Linked DNA regions of Triticum aestivum: region 1 is linked to region 2. A link is a contact called in public Hi-C data. All regions are on one chromosome and are shown on one strand. Each heading gives the region's core, a stretch centred on a gene start, on an enhancer-like site or on the middle of the called end of the contact. The rest is flanking DNA. Distances are from core to core; before and after follow the strand shown. Region 1 holds the start of LOC123165077 (probable gamma-aminobutyrate transaminase 3, mitochondrial). Region 2 holds the start of LOC123166542 (RNA-binding KH domain-containing protein RCF3-like).

Evidence for each region. A called contact is a pair of places that touch in the nucleus more often than the background predicts.
Region 1: a Hi-C map of leaf shows a contact between it and region 2, with 2.8 times the contacts expected there. The contact joins the promoter of LOC123165077 here to the promoter of LOC123166542 in region 2. A contact is called at or near these places in 2 of 5 Hi-C or Micro-C datasets (both in leaf).

What each region holds. Positions count from the first base shown.
Region 1 is chr7D:439,463,878-439,466,717 of IWGSC CS RefSeq v2.1, reverse strand. It overlaps LOC123165077 (probable gamma-aminobutyrate transaminase 3, mitochondrial), which reads right to left and starts at 1,449. Exons shown (of 19, transcript XM_044582704.1): 1 at 1,342-1,449; 2 at 847-974; 3 at 634-718; 4 at 474-546. The coding sequence starts at 1,377.
Region 2 is chr7D:438,974,486-438,977,244 of IWGSC CS RefSeq v2.1, reverse strand. LOC123166542 (RNA-binding KH domain-containing protein RCF3-like) reads left to right here and starts at 1,382. Exons shown (of 8, transcript NM_001426797.1): 1 at 1,382-2,325. The coding sequence starts at 1,576.

The sequences.
Region 1 (2,840 bases), core at 200-2,699, 490 kb before region 2:
ATGTGTTTTTTATTCTTCCAAGCATATTAAAAAAATGGGAAAAGAGTGTAGTGATAGCATCTAGATATAAAATCAAAATGTTAACAGAACATGAAAGTAGACAATTTCTTGCTCATCTTGACACTCATTTGAATTAGGAATAGCCAGCACTTTTATTAAGTGCAATCAGTCAGTGGTAAGTTTTTCCCGAGCAAAAATGTATCAAGTGATTTAGTTTTGCGCAAAACTTTGTTTACTCTTGCTAACCCAAAAGTGTGCAGTGCACTTCCCTACATTATCTGGGAACAACTTAAATCCATGTAAAAGCTCTTAGAACTGAAATTACAAGTGAACATAAAATTTGAGTTTGACTACCCATACAGGGCCATGGAGAAATAAAAATATGTGATACAACTAGCATTCTAAGTAAAATAATGCTACAATTTTCCAGTATGTAGTAAAATATGGCTCCATGGATCATGAAATGCACATACCTAGAGCTGTACACCAGAGTCCTGCAAGAGCATCTATATACTTTTTCCCATTGATATCATAGACATATGCACCCTGTAATATGAGTTGCAGAGTGTAAGATAGAACTTTCAAGTTAAAATCACTGCAATTTATGGACAAGTGAGCATTAAGCCCCAGAACCTCAGATCTATCAATAACCAGGGGATGCACATCGGTGCTCTGCCATCCAGCTGTGAATGGAGCCAGCATGCCATGCCCCTTGAACCTGGTAAAACGTTGCAGCATCAGTAGAAAATATACACCGTAGATATAATCCATGTGAAGCTTGCAAGCATCCTAGCGCGCAACAGAGTGTGGCGCACTGACATTTCTGCTCATGGAGATTTTACCTACCCGATTTCTTCCGTCGAGTCGGCCTGAAGAGACGGCTCAGAGCTGAAACCCCTGGCTGATGCCTCTGAAAAACTATGCAACCCATGCCAGCTTCCACCGCTGGCTACATGTTTCACTAAGCTCTCAGCCTGTGCGGTGAGAGGGAAGAAGAAAAACAAAATAAAAGATCAGACATGTTAACTTTCCCCTGTTGAATTTTTTTACACACGTTCTAGTGTAAAAGCTTGGGAACTGACGAACAGAAACAGATCCCCAGGAACTGCTCTATCGCTGTCGCTCCAGAACCGATCGGACAAAGAGGAACATCTTGAATCGATCAAGCGAAAAGGAACATCTTGAATCGATCGTAATCTACCGCGCCACTTACGCCTCGGACAAATAAGGAACACCTCTGGCGTTTCTGGATGATGAGAACATGAGGAAGTACCTCTTTCTCCCCACATCAACAGTCTCGATAGGCAAATCGATAACAGAATGAAGGGGAATCGCGATCACCTTGGATCTGAGGAGGCAGCCGCGGGCAATCATCATCTCCCCTGGTTTCCGTCCACCTTCACTCACCTGTAACCTTGGAAGGAAGCGACAAGGGGAGTGACAAAAGGATGTCAGGGAGATAATGGAATTTATAGGCCCGGTGGAAACGGAACGGGACGGAGGGCCATCCCGTCAGACCGGTAGATGGCCGTTGGATCAAAGCCCACACAATCGTGAGATCAGGATAGTGGCCAGCATGCACCATCAGTGGGGAGTTACCAATACTAAAATCAATTACTACGTGGGATTCACTCACTACCCCTGCTTTGATTCTTCCAGATTTGTAGGAAACAAATTTCGGTTGCTATGGAGACTAATTAACTCCCCCTCTGTGTACTTGCCTCCTTATGAAATGCTTCCATTTAGAATTCCAGTTTGCTTCCCATGGAGCAGAAATTTGCTTCTATCTAATCTATACCTCTGTATACTCCTAAAGGGAATAGGCCCCTGATGTTGCTGGTAATCAACTCGCAGTCCATATTTAATCAGAATTTATTTTTATTGGAAACCCAGTGGTGTTTTTGGGGGTGTTTTTGGTAATCAACTAGCGGGCCAGTTTTAAGTCAAATTTTTGTTTTTGCAGGAAACCCCCTGATGTTTGGGTTAACCAACCCGTAGTATATATCAAATGATTTAAAAAAATATCAATATCTTTTAAACCCTAAGTCCGAATTTAACATGTTATATACGAAATTTGATAAGAAAAATATTTAGAATCTAAATATGATGTTATTTTACCTGTTAACCATTTTTAAATGTTATTTAGGGTGCAACCTTAATCAGTAGCGCATGATTTGTCTTACTTTCATGCTGGTGCCGATCGGGATTGGAAATGAACACCTCAACAAAAATAAGATTGGAGACGAAATAAACCATTTATAACCTCGGATGCATGCCTCGCCAAATCTTCACAGGGAAAAATAATAAATTTCTCATCTTATGCCGAGAGAGAGAGAGAGGCCCTAGGACTGACAACATTCAAAAGCATTGTTATTGTGTGAGCACCGAGGCCACGCTGCGAGGGTGGGAAGGAGGATAAGTGTTGGAAATATGCCCTAGAGGCAATAATAAAATGGTTATTATTATATTTCCTTGTTCATGATAATTGTTTATTGTTCATGCTATAATTGTATTAACCGGAAACCGTAATACATGTGTGAATACATAGACCACAATATGTTCCTAGTGAGCTCTAGTTGACTAGCTCGTTGATCAATAGATGGTTGTGGTTTCCTGACCATGGACATCAGATGTGATGGACAAGACCCAATCCTAAGCATAGCACAAGATCGTGTAGTTCGTTTGCTAGAGCTTTTCTAATGTCAAGTATCATTTCCTTAGACCATGAGATTGTGCAACTCCCGGATACCGTAGGAGTGCTTTGGGTGTATCAAACGTCACAACTTAACTGGGTGGCTATAAAGGTGTACTACAGGTATCTCCGAAAGTGTCTGTTGGGT
Region 2 (2,759 bases), core at 133-2,632:
GAATTCGTCATCGCAGATGCCTTCTTCCTCGTGGAGCCCCCTGCCCAGGGTCACCGCCTCCAGATCCTGGCATCCCGTCGCGTGACCGGCGGGAAGGGCGCAACGACGACGATGAATAAGATAGGACATTGAAGGGGATGCGCTCGGAGCCGTCTTTCCACTTCCTCTCCAAAGATCATCGTCGGTGTCGCAGCCCCCGGGTTCACCACCATAGGACTCTAGAGCGTGATCCCGCAGTTAGGCCCTTGTGGCCCCTGTTGAAAAGGCACCTTCCTCCTTAAGTGATTTTGGTGTAGATAACAACGCAATTTGCGATTTAATTGTGTGCCAACCTAAGGAGCCAAGGGGAATGCTCGAGGTTCGCCCCGATTAGCTAGAGCCAAGTTGAGGACAATTGCTCGCAAGGTGAATTAGCGTGTGAGATGTCTTGTGAAGGGACTTGGACTAAGTAAGTGGTCGTGATTGTGAGTCATATTAACCATGTGCTGCAGTTAGATTTATACACTGCGAGTCAGCTTGTGTGAATAGCATAATAACACATAGAAGTTTAAGGAAAGGGTTTTTTTAGTTAACCATGACTTGCTTCTGTTTGATTTTCTCAGATATATTCCTTGTTTTCTTTACATTTCTTACGAGCATAAAAGTGTTGTCTTTGTCGCCGTTGAAGAGACATGCATTGTCACTGGGAGCTTAATTGATTTGATGCCAACATTTTGTATTACCAATATTTGGCAATCTTGACATTCTTTTCAGGTCAGGAAGAAAATTGTTAACCAATCACTAGCCAACATTGTCAACCTTTTTGCATCGATTTGCTCTTATTCAATATGCCATTACCTCTCGTGATTAGTTAGAAGCATCTCATTTATTAATCAGAGACACACACACTATAATCTCTCGCAAGATGATAGACTTTGAAGCGACGATAGTGCCAGAGCAAGGGGTAAAGGCAATGACAGTCTGAGGGTTAAGAGGGGGCAAGCGAAAGATATTGCTTTGTCTTTTCGCAGGGAAAGAATATGAGTAAGGAGACATGATGATTTTCAAGCATTAAAGAAGTAGGAGAGAATCAATGTTATTGCCATACAAATTGGAAACACATGTCATCATAAATAACATATAACACACATTTGGATGATTTATATTTTTTTTACTCCATAGCAACACATGACAATTTAGGTAGTTAGTCGTAATAACACAAACTACCATCAATATTGAAAATGTAAGCCACGGTCCACATCCTGTAAAACTTTTCATTTAGTGATCTACTATATGCTATACTAAGTTGATTGTTGAATAGATTAAAGTTTTTTAAATAAAATAAAAATAGCACTAAATTTATATAGTATAGTGAGCTTGCGTGGGGAATCCGGATGTCTGGATCCGACCGCGCACCGCTCCCATCCTCTGCCTGACTGCCTCCCATGGCGCGTTCCCTGTCAGCCAACCCCCCTCCCGTTCCCCAACCTCTCTAAACCCTAAATCCGAATCGCATCGCATCGCGTCGATCCAACGGGATTCAAATCAAATCGAACGAGAACAGAAAAACGAACGCGAAGCTCCGGAATCCCAGCAATGGATCGCTCCCGCTCGAAGCGCGGGTACCACTACGACCAGGACTCGCCGCCGCCCCGCTCCAAGCCCCGCTTCGACCGCCGCGGCGGGGGCGGCGGCCCGAACACTAACTCCAACTACCACCGCCGCGGCCCCCCCGGAGGCGGCGGCGGCGGCGGCGGCGGCGCTCCCGACCGCCGCGGCGGCTTCCTCCCCCCTGACGCCGCACCGCCCCCTCTCCCTCCCCCGCCGCCGCCCGCTTCCTCCGCGGCGGCGGGGGGCGGGGGTCCCGGCCAGACCACCTCCTTCCGCATCCTGTGCCCCGAGTCCAAGACCTACGGCTTCCCCGCCAGCTTCATTAACAACGCCCAGGATGACAGCGGCGCGATCATCACTATCCACCCGCCCTTCCCCGGGGACCCTGTCCGCGTCATTGAGACGGCTGACGGCGTCCCACGCGAGGCGGATGGCCGCCCGCCGATGTTCTCGCCGGCGCAGGAGGCGCTCCTCATGGTGCACCGGCGGATCCTGGAGACGCAGCCTGACGACGGGGATGAGGACGGCGAGTACGGGCCCAGGGGCAAGGACGCCCGGGACCGGGGTAAGGTGACCACCCGGCTCATCGTGCCACGGCAGCATGTGGGGTGCCTGCTTGGCAAGGGTGGCAAGATCATCGAGCAGATGAGGTCCGAGACCAAGACGCACATCAGGATCCTGCCTCGCGAGCAGAACATGCCTCGATGTGTATCGTTGTCGGAGGAGGTTGTGCAGGTATGGTGCCTGCTACAATGTTGTAAAATATTTCAATTCTTCTTCTGATAAGAGAGCATTGACAGTTGGTGTTTTGATTGGATATAGCATTGTTTGAAACTATTAGCTGAACTAAAAAAATGAAACAAATGTGGGTTAACAATTATGTTAAGTGTTGGAGAAGACTTGGACCGAAGACAAATCAAACATATGAATGTTCAACTACTTAAGTTAGTGGGTAATGCCTCATGCTGTGTACCTTGAGATTTGGTTTCCATGATGACATTTTTATGTGGCTCGTAGTGCCATGGTTGCCCTTCCATTGAAAAGTATTGGTTCTATGTGAGGAGGCGTGGGAAGTAAGCCAGTGCACAAATTTCTGCATCCATGTTTTCAAGGACTTGAGGCTGAAGAGATATCAATCAAGATTCTGACCCTGCAAAAATTTTAAAAAA